2 separate regions of the Zea mays genome follow, and region 2 is linked to region 1. Evidence: chromatin contacts called from public Hi-C data. All regions are on one chromosome and are shown on one strand. Each heading gives the region's core, a stretch centred on a gene start, on an enhancer-like site or on the middle of the called end of the contact. The rest is flanking DNA. Distances are from core to core; before and after follow the strand shown. Region 1 holds the start of LOC100284575 (hevamine-A). Region 2 holds the start of LOC100382494 (F-box/LRR-repeat protein).

The links. A called contact is a pair of places that touch in the nucleus more often than the background predicts.
Region 2: a Hi-C map of leaf shows a contact between it and region 1, with 7 times the contacts expected there. The contact joins the promoter of LOC100382494 here to the promoter of LOC100284575 in region 1. A contact is called at or near these places in 3 of 25 Hi-C or Micro-C datasets (ear, leaf and tassel).

The regions. Positions count from the first base shown.
Region 1 is chr3:181,373,040-181,377,531 of Zm-B73-REFERENCE-NAM-5.0, reverse strand. LOC100284575 (hevamine-A) reads left to right here and starts at 2,678. Exons shown (of 1, transcript NM_001321603.2): 1 at 2,678-4,162. The coding sequence starts at 2,873. The coding sequence ends at 3,808.
Region 2 is chr3:181,593,793-181,597,923 of Zm-B73-REFERENCE-NAM-5.0, reverse strand. It overlaps LOC100382494 (F-box/LRR-repeat protein), which reads right to left and starts at 1,993. Exons shown (of 2, transcript NM_001175231.1): 1 at 1,541-1,993; 2 at 1-1,132. The coding sequence starts at 990.

The DNA.
Region 1 (4,492 bases), core at 1,429-3,928:
GAATTATAGCCGTACGCCGTTAATCATCTCCCGAGAGCAACGAGTTCGCCTGTGAACGGCTCACCGGACAGTCCGGTGCACCACCGGACAGTCCGGTGAATTATAGCCGTACACCGCCGTCGAAGTCCCGAGAGCAGCAAGTTCGCCAGAGTCAGCCTGGCGCACCGGACACTGTCCGGTGCACCACCGGACAGTCCGGTGCACCCAGACTGAGCAGACTTTGGCTGAACAAAGTCATCTCTTCTCTAACTTGATTTTTCCTGTTTCCAGCACTTAGACACAATACATTAGTCCATAAAACAATGTACTAAGTCTAGAAACATACCTCTTGACATGATTTGCACTTTGTCCACCACTTTGCATATACTAACATAGAGCTTCGCTCCGCTCCTATTCTCTTGAAAATCAAACATATAAAAAAATAGGAATAGAGTCACTCCATTCTCTTCTATCCTCAACCAAACACACCTAAGATTCTCAAGATGTGTCAGGGAAGATTTTATTATACTAGACGATAGAGGTGAGCACATCCAACACATAACCAATCACAAAGTATCATACTTTGCGTTTAAATGTGTAAGAAATTAAAACGGCATGCTGCATATATTAATATGGGCCTCTTTTATAGTGCATAAAGCCTAATACAGGTAAACAATTCAACCATAGCAACACCCTTCAGGCTTAATGAAGGTTTAGATTATGATGCAAGACAAGCTCCCATCCTATATAAATATAGGGAGCTTAGACTGTCTACAACGCACAGCTCTACGGCTCGCATCCCCTATTACTGTGCTCATGCAAGAGGCAAAAATCACCCCCTTCCTCCCGCATTGCCTCCCCCTGCAGTGCCCCCTACCTGGCGTTCCCCTTCTCTCTCCCTCCTATTCTGGCGCTGCCCGTTGCTACTGTTGACAGTCTCGTGTTTCGTGCCCGAGTAATTGTTAGTTGATAACAAATTGATAATAGATGTAAAGTAGGGATAGAAAAATATATTTTATGTGTAGGGGATATATAGGGAAATATATAGAGGGAACGGTTGCGGTAAGAGTAAATATAGGAAAGAGAATCTTATTAACGTGGCTATATAGTAGCATTTAGAGGAAAAAATTTAGAAGACATCGCTGCAGACAGCCTTATCAGGTGCAAACCAACCATTTGATGCAAAACTAGAATTCCAAATTGCGGTGGAGCCTCTATCTGCTCTGCCTGCTCTGTGCTCTCTGCTAGTGTGGCATCAGCACGTGAACCGCCGTTTCCCTTTTTTTTTCGCCGCTGTTGAAGTTGGAACTTCGAATCAAGTTAACGCTAGAACTGAAAGAAGGCAAGGAGCAGTTGGTCTGGTCCGGACGGGTGTCTATTCCTTTGTCCAGCCGTCCAGCCGTCCAGGGGCACTACAATCTCTTCTGACGTGTTTGGTTTGATGAATCACTCTATCAAATTGAAGTGGTGCATCATGGGTCCATTTCTTAAATTTGGTGGGATAACTCTATTCCACATATTATTACTAAACAACTAACTATGAGAAATGAGGTCGTGATGGATTAACTCATTCTATTCCACAAATCAAACAAAAAAGTGAGGAGTGAGAAGATGATGGACTATATCATTCCTCAAACCAAACACTCCATTCATTCTTCAACCAGTCTCCAATCTCCATACGTTAGACTGGCTCCAACAGGTCCTCTAAAGGGCCCTCTACCTTAAATTTAGAGGATACAACGCACTCTATCCAATCCAGCAAAAGACTGCAAACGAGTCTCTAAATTTTAGAGTGTGGTCTTCAGCCGCTAAATGTGGAGATACACTGTAGATCCGGTATCCTGCGCGAGATGGTTCTTTTAGCTGCTAGTGTACCTGGTGTATGTCCTTTTTATTATCTTTTATTTTTTGTCGACCAATGATGTAAAGAGAGAGAGAGTAGAGAACAGACTTTAGAGGATAAATTTAGAGGACTTTGTTGGAGACGCTGAAAATATAGAGAACGAACTTTTTTATAGTATGCTGTAAATGACAGAGAATATTTCTTTAGAGGATGAAATTTAGAGGATGTTGCTGGAGATAGTCTTATACGTACGCGCTGGCCCATCCCTAGTTGGTTAATCATTTGGATCGGGGCGACAGATTTGAGCGGTTTTTTTTTTTTGGCTTAGGCCTTGTTCGTTTACGTCGGATTGCACCCGGAATCGTTCCAGCTAATCAAAGTTTATATAAATTAGAGAAGCAATCCGGCTAGGAATCGTTCCGATCCACCAATCCGGTAGAAACGAACAAGGCCTTAAGAACCGAGTAAGACGACGATGCGTGACTCTGATGACGTCGCTCTGCTCATCAAACAGGGCCGATGAGCTCGTCCCCTTTGCTGTCTGATTCAGCGAAGGACGGCAGGAAAGGTGATTGTTCTCGCTATCAAAACCAAGCCAAGCTTTGTGGCCCTGGCTGGCCGTGGAAATGGACAGCGACTCAGCGAACAGCTGAGTCGTCTCTGACTGAGAGTAGCACCGAGGCCGACTTGGTTGCCATTAGCAGGAGAGGGCGTGCGGTTGATGCGCATGCATGATCGCGTCAAACGGAAACGCACTGTCCAAGTGTCCAGCGGCACATTGCCCTCGCGCACTGAGCGTTTAGTGAATTCTGACTTTATGAGCAGAGGCACGCGTGACAAAACTCGAAGAGCTGAGGAGGGAATGGTCGTCGCACTTGGACGCCCGATCAGTGGAGGCCGCTGTGTCTGTTCCATCAAAAGTCAATAGCGACGACCCTCGCGCACAGCGTCAGCGGTCAAACACTGCCGCCGACGACGCAGGCAGGACGCACTATCGTCGTAGCGCGCGCGCGATATATAAAGGCCATACCAAAGAGCTCGAGAAACAAGATGGGTAGGAGAAGCAGCCAGTTTCCGTCAATGGCACTGGCCATGGCCACGGTGCTGATGGCACTGGGCGGGGTAGCCGCCACAGCGCGCGCCGGCGGCGGCATCGCCATCTACTGGGGCCAGAACGGCAACGAGGGGACGCTGGCGCAGACCTGCGCCACGGGCAACTACAGGTTCGTCAACGTGGCCTTCCTCCCGACGTTCGGCAGGGGCCAGACGCCGGCGCTGAACCTGGCGGGCCACTGCGACCCGGCGAGCGGCGGGTGCACGGGCGTGGGCGCGGACGTCAAGGCGTGCCAGCGCATGGGCGTCAAGGTCCTGCTCTCCATCGGCGGGGGCGTCGGCAGCTACGGCCTCTCGTCCCGGGCCGACGCCCGGAGCGTCGCGGCGTACCTCTGGGACAACTACCTCGGCGGCGGCGGGTCCGAGTCCAGGCCCCTCGGCGACGCCGTCCTCGACGGCGTCGACTTCGACATCGAGAGCGGCGGGGGCATGTACTGGGACGACCTGGCCCGGTTCCTCAAGTCCTACTCCCGGCGCGGGCGCGGGCGCGCGCGGAGGCCCGTGTACCTGTCGGCGGCGCCGCAGTGCCCGTTCCCGGACGCGTCGCTGGGCACCGCGCTCGCCACGGGGCTGTTCGACTACGTGTGGGTGCAGTTCTACAACAACCCGCCGTGCCAGTACAGCGCGAGCGCCGGCGTGGGCAGCCTGGCGCAAGCGTGGGCGCAGTGGACGTCCATCAGGGCGGGGCGGGTGTTCCTCGGCCTCCCCGCCGCGCCCCAGGCCGCTGGCAGCGGGTTCGTGCCGGCGAGCGACCTCGTGGCGCAGGTGCTGCCGGTGGTCAAGAACTCCACCAAGTACGGGGGCATCATGCTCTGGTCGAGGTACTACGACGGGCTCACGGGGTACAGCGACGCGGTCAAGTCCTACGTGTGAGCTAGGCAGCCTCGTGTCATGTCGGGCGTGCAGGAGGGAGTAGGACTGTAGGAGGCACATGCTTCCATGTGCGTGCACGTGCGGGGCGTTATCATACCTATGGGTATACTGGGTCGCTATTCGCTAAGGAAGAGACTGGAAAGAAGCAAATCGCAAATACAGCTTCTTACTACTACTTTGCAAACTTCAGTTCGTTTCGGATGATCACCTTTTTTTCAGATTCAGAACATTTGTGCCTTAAAGTACACTAGATTGTTGCTGCTGCTGCTATAGACAGGGACTATTCCGACACACACACACACACACAGACAGTTCAGAGATAGATGGCACAAAACGAAGTTCAGAATTGTTCCTTGTGTGTTTGTCTGTTTGATACTCGTATACTGTCTGTCTACCGATAAATAGAGGTTGCTTCCGTAAATTGATGGCCAGACTGGGCTGTGTGGGCTTGATAAGTTGAAAATCAACGAGAGGACGACATGGTCCGGCCCAGCAAGACTTGGACGGCCATTACTACACCTACATTGCGCAGCCTATCTGGTCTCACTCTGCTATAAGCCTATAACTGCATTTTGCCCATAAAATAAAGGGAAATTTGGATCCATACCATTAAAAGATCACCACTTTGGATCCATACCATTACTATCTCACTTACATGTGGGTCCACATGAGTCAATGACATGT
Region 2 (4,131 bases), core at 744-3,243, 220 kb before region 1:
ATCTCGTAATTCATAACTCAATGAAAGATGCCTAAGAAGAGGAAATGAAACAGCTATAGTTTCTGAATCCACGATCTCATCCTCGTCATCAAACACAACACCCCAAAATCGTAGCATACGCAAATTAGATGCCCTGGATATCATGCTATAGAATTTTGGCCAGACTATTGTGAAGTTGCTCACGTCTACTGCCTCCAAATGATCAGTATTGTCCCCAATATCCAAATGAGTAACACTGACATCATCAATCTTAAAATGTTTTAGTGTTCCTTTCCCGTTAAGCTCAAACAGATCGAGATTTAAAGCATTCAGGTGCAGAACTTCCAAATTATCTGCATCAAGTATGATCTTATCTACACCTACCGATTTTGCAAATAGACTTTTCAATGTATGGCTTGTGAGCTCCATCGTAGACTGTAATTCTGAAGTGACAACCTCAAGGACATCAAGTGCTAATGACTCTATTCTTGGGCAAGCAGCAACTAAAAGGCTCAAATCCAAGGCCAAAATGCTGACATGCCTCAGGGAAAGGGATTTCAGACAAGTGAACCTCTGATAGCTTGGTTCGACACCTGTGATGGTGTTATGGTCCAATTCCAAATCTAGCACTTCGAGCTTTTGCCTACCACACTTTTCAAGAATGCTTACATTGGGTATTGTCCTGACATTGTAAGACAGGCTTCGGAGGGTCTCCCTGGTATACATGAGCCATGCAATCACTGGTGCTGCAGAGAACTCATGGGTGTTATCAATGTGAATCGAAAGGCGTTGCAGCCCCATAGTCTGAAATATAGTCTGTGTGATGACAATCTCCAACTGACGTGTAGTCATGTCCCGTGGAAAGTCATTGGAGTTGAAGGACAGCAAACGGAGATGCCTCCTGCATGCATCTCGCCACTTGCGGCATACCGCAGAGGCAATCATAACATCACGCGCAACACCAAGATGGGAAAGAATGTTGCCAACGACTTCAACAGGGAGAAGCTCCATTTTTGGCACTCAACGCTATCAACAAAAACGTAACAAAGAATTTTTCTCCAACACAACCAAGACAGACTTCTAGCATGTAGTTGCATGCATTTTCATATCCGCATATATCAATCAAAGTTTAAGACCTCGTCGCCTTCGTTCCCTGCAGAACGGCACTGATAATTAGCATGTACTGCCAATTACTCCTATTTAGTAATATCAATCTGTAGTCTCTAAAGACTATGTCAAAGTTCAGGCCTAGGTAAATGTCCTAGCACTGTGATCAGCAAATTTGAAATAACTGACACAAGCAAAAGCATAGTTGGCCATCGTTTAGCGATTTCCCAATAAAAATACCTCTCGACCAAATCTAGATTAAGATCAGGTCGCTTAGACGTAGCACTGAAAACCATATTACGCAGTTCTTCGGTTGGGACGCAAAAAGGGATCACAGGAAGATGGAATCTAGATAATTAAACATATAATTCTTCAATTCGAAGATGACGTGCAATTTCAAACACGATAAATGAGAGAGAGGTGGGGCCGAGAAAGAAGGAGCCAATCAGCCAACCTTTAGCGCGATGGCAATACGAAGATCATGAGGCCAATGACGACGCAGACCCGGGCTTTGCCTGCGCGCTTTCGCCGGATCTACACAGCACAAGCCGCTTCGACGTGGTGGCACCCAAGATCGACTTCCATCATCTATGTCCCTCGAATCCGGCTGACGCCCGATGCGAGAACAAACCGTCTTATTCGAAGGACCCGCGTCGCCGACGCGCCGGCGTGGAGAGTGGAGACGCTGCGCTGACTTCTGAGGGGAGGAGGGGCGTCGAGCAACTGAAGGACGAAAAGCGGAGATGTGGCAGCGCAAGTCTCTGCAACCGGAGATGCGGCGCTGACTTCTGAGGAGAGGAGGGGCGTCGAGCACGGCGCTGAATCGCGAACACGGCAGCGTCGCGGCGAGGAGAGGAGGCGCACGGCGCACCGCCCGCCGCACACCTAGGACGCACACCCACGGGCCACGGGAAAAAGGAAAAAACTGACGAGACGTGGGCCGTGGGAGGAGCGGATTGGGCTTGCACTTTCATGGTTCGGAGTTCAACCGAATCCGTGACTATGGCGTTTTAAAAATGTATTTTTGCTGGACGTCAGCGTTTTTTCTCTCTCTCCTTAGGGCAAGACGAAATACTCATGGCTCGATAACTCGCTTGACTCGGCTTGTTAGTAGCTCGGTTCGACTTGGCTCGTTTTAATTTTGTAGCGAGTCAAGCTAGTATTCTAGCTCGATTTTCTAATGAGCCAGCTCGGGTTAGCTTGCGAGCCAAACGAGCTAAGCCACAATACAAATTTATCTAGTCGTTGGTGTCGTCTCATCTCTAATAGTCTTGTTTTCTCGTAGTTGTGATCTGTGATATGGACATATTTAGATGTGTCATGTGCTTAATATTTACATTATTGCATGGCTACATACCTACATTGCATATTTAATATTTGACTAGGTGAATGCTCGTGCGTTGCTACAGAATGAACATGTTATGATAAGATATATTAAAATTAAAGAATCTAATTTTCATTTTATCTTTTTGTTATCGTCTTTTAAAGTTCTTCATTTTGTTTCCTTGTATCAAACCTATTTGGTGGACCTACACGTGCTTGTACTCAGATGCAATACATGATATTATGTATTATAAATTTCTACTTGTTATTTTTCTACCTTAGTACAAGTCGGTTGCTAATCATTGCACAATTTTGATTAATTTAGGTTACAAGAGCATATTACTTGAGTGGTCGATAAGCATTGCATCTTAATGTATATGGTGGATTTGTTTGATGTGTAAGACTTATGTAAAAATTCTTAACTTTAAAAGATGACAACTTACAGAAGTGCTAAAATCCAGTGAGAGCAACACAGAACAGTAATAAAGTTACTGGAGCTCAAAAGAAAAACTGCGAGGGAACATATCGGGGGCCAGTCCTTCAGTAACATTCACGTAGTTACAGCCTTCCAGGAAATGGTTGGCTCCTAGCAAGCACATCTGCTTGTCTGTTCAGTGTCCGGGACTTGTTCCGCAACTGTCTTGAAGTAACTGGGGGCACACAAAACGGACAAATATCAAACGCGTATCTATGATTAGAACTGCAAATCAATCTGGGAGTCGCCAGGATTTGGCAACCTGCACGGACACAGGATGACCTGAACCCTCCTAGCATCTTTTTTGCTCCCTTTTTGTTATAAAAAAGGTTCTTCTTTGCTATTTTTTCCCAATAAAAAACCAGTAAATGCGTTTTGGTAGAACTTCAACAAGACCATAATCCAAAAAAATGACATGGACTGAACTTTGTACCCGAACAAGAAACAGAAGATGCTTTTACTTACATGTCTTGGTCATGCTCATGCTCCAAGGCGAGCCTAGCGATGCATAGGAAAGCAGTGTCGACGTTGTGGTCCTCCTTCGCAGAGGTCTCGAAGTATGGAATATCGCCCTTGGAGGCGCACCATTCCCTCGCTTTCTTCTCCAGAACCTACGGGAAAGGCAAAGAGACTGCAGGGTATTTCGAATCTATATATATGAGAAAGCTTGCGCATTCAGGAAAATTGACCATCTGTTTGCTCCCGCCATCTGAATCAATCTTGTTCCCGACCAAAATGAACGAAAAGCGCTGAGGATCCGATGGGCCAACCTGAAAGGGGGACAAGATGGTGAATCCTTCGGTTAGCGTTAGAGTACTCAGATCATGCAACATGCATGCACTGCACTTAACAACGAAACCGAAACGTAGACAAGGTTATGCCGGTTTTCTTTTATTTTCTTTTGATTTTGGGTGTAAAAATGAAGTCTATGTAAATCATAATGAACTTGTCGTGGATGAGACTATACTGACGATCATCTGAATATTTATCTTTATCTTTTGTATTTTATTCTCAACCACATGAGTAGCTGCTATTGTAACCAGACATCCAGAAAGATACATGCTCGTGGGAGATGTGGCTTACTTGATTGAGGAACTCATCATGTCAGGTATCGAGCGTATTAAAGCTTCTCCTAGTAGCTATCTTTCTTGTTTTTCTTGTTGATGGGAATCTGTGGTAGAATTTTAATGTAAGTTAATAACAGACAAGATAGCTTACTAAGCGACCGATGGGGTTATGCCATTATT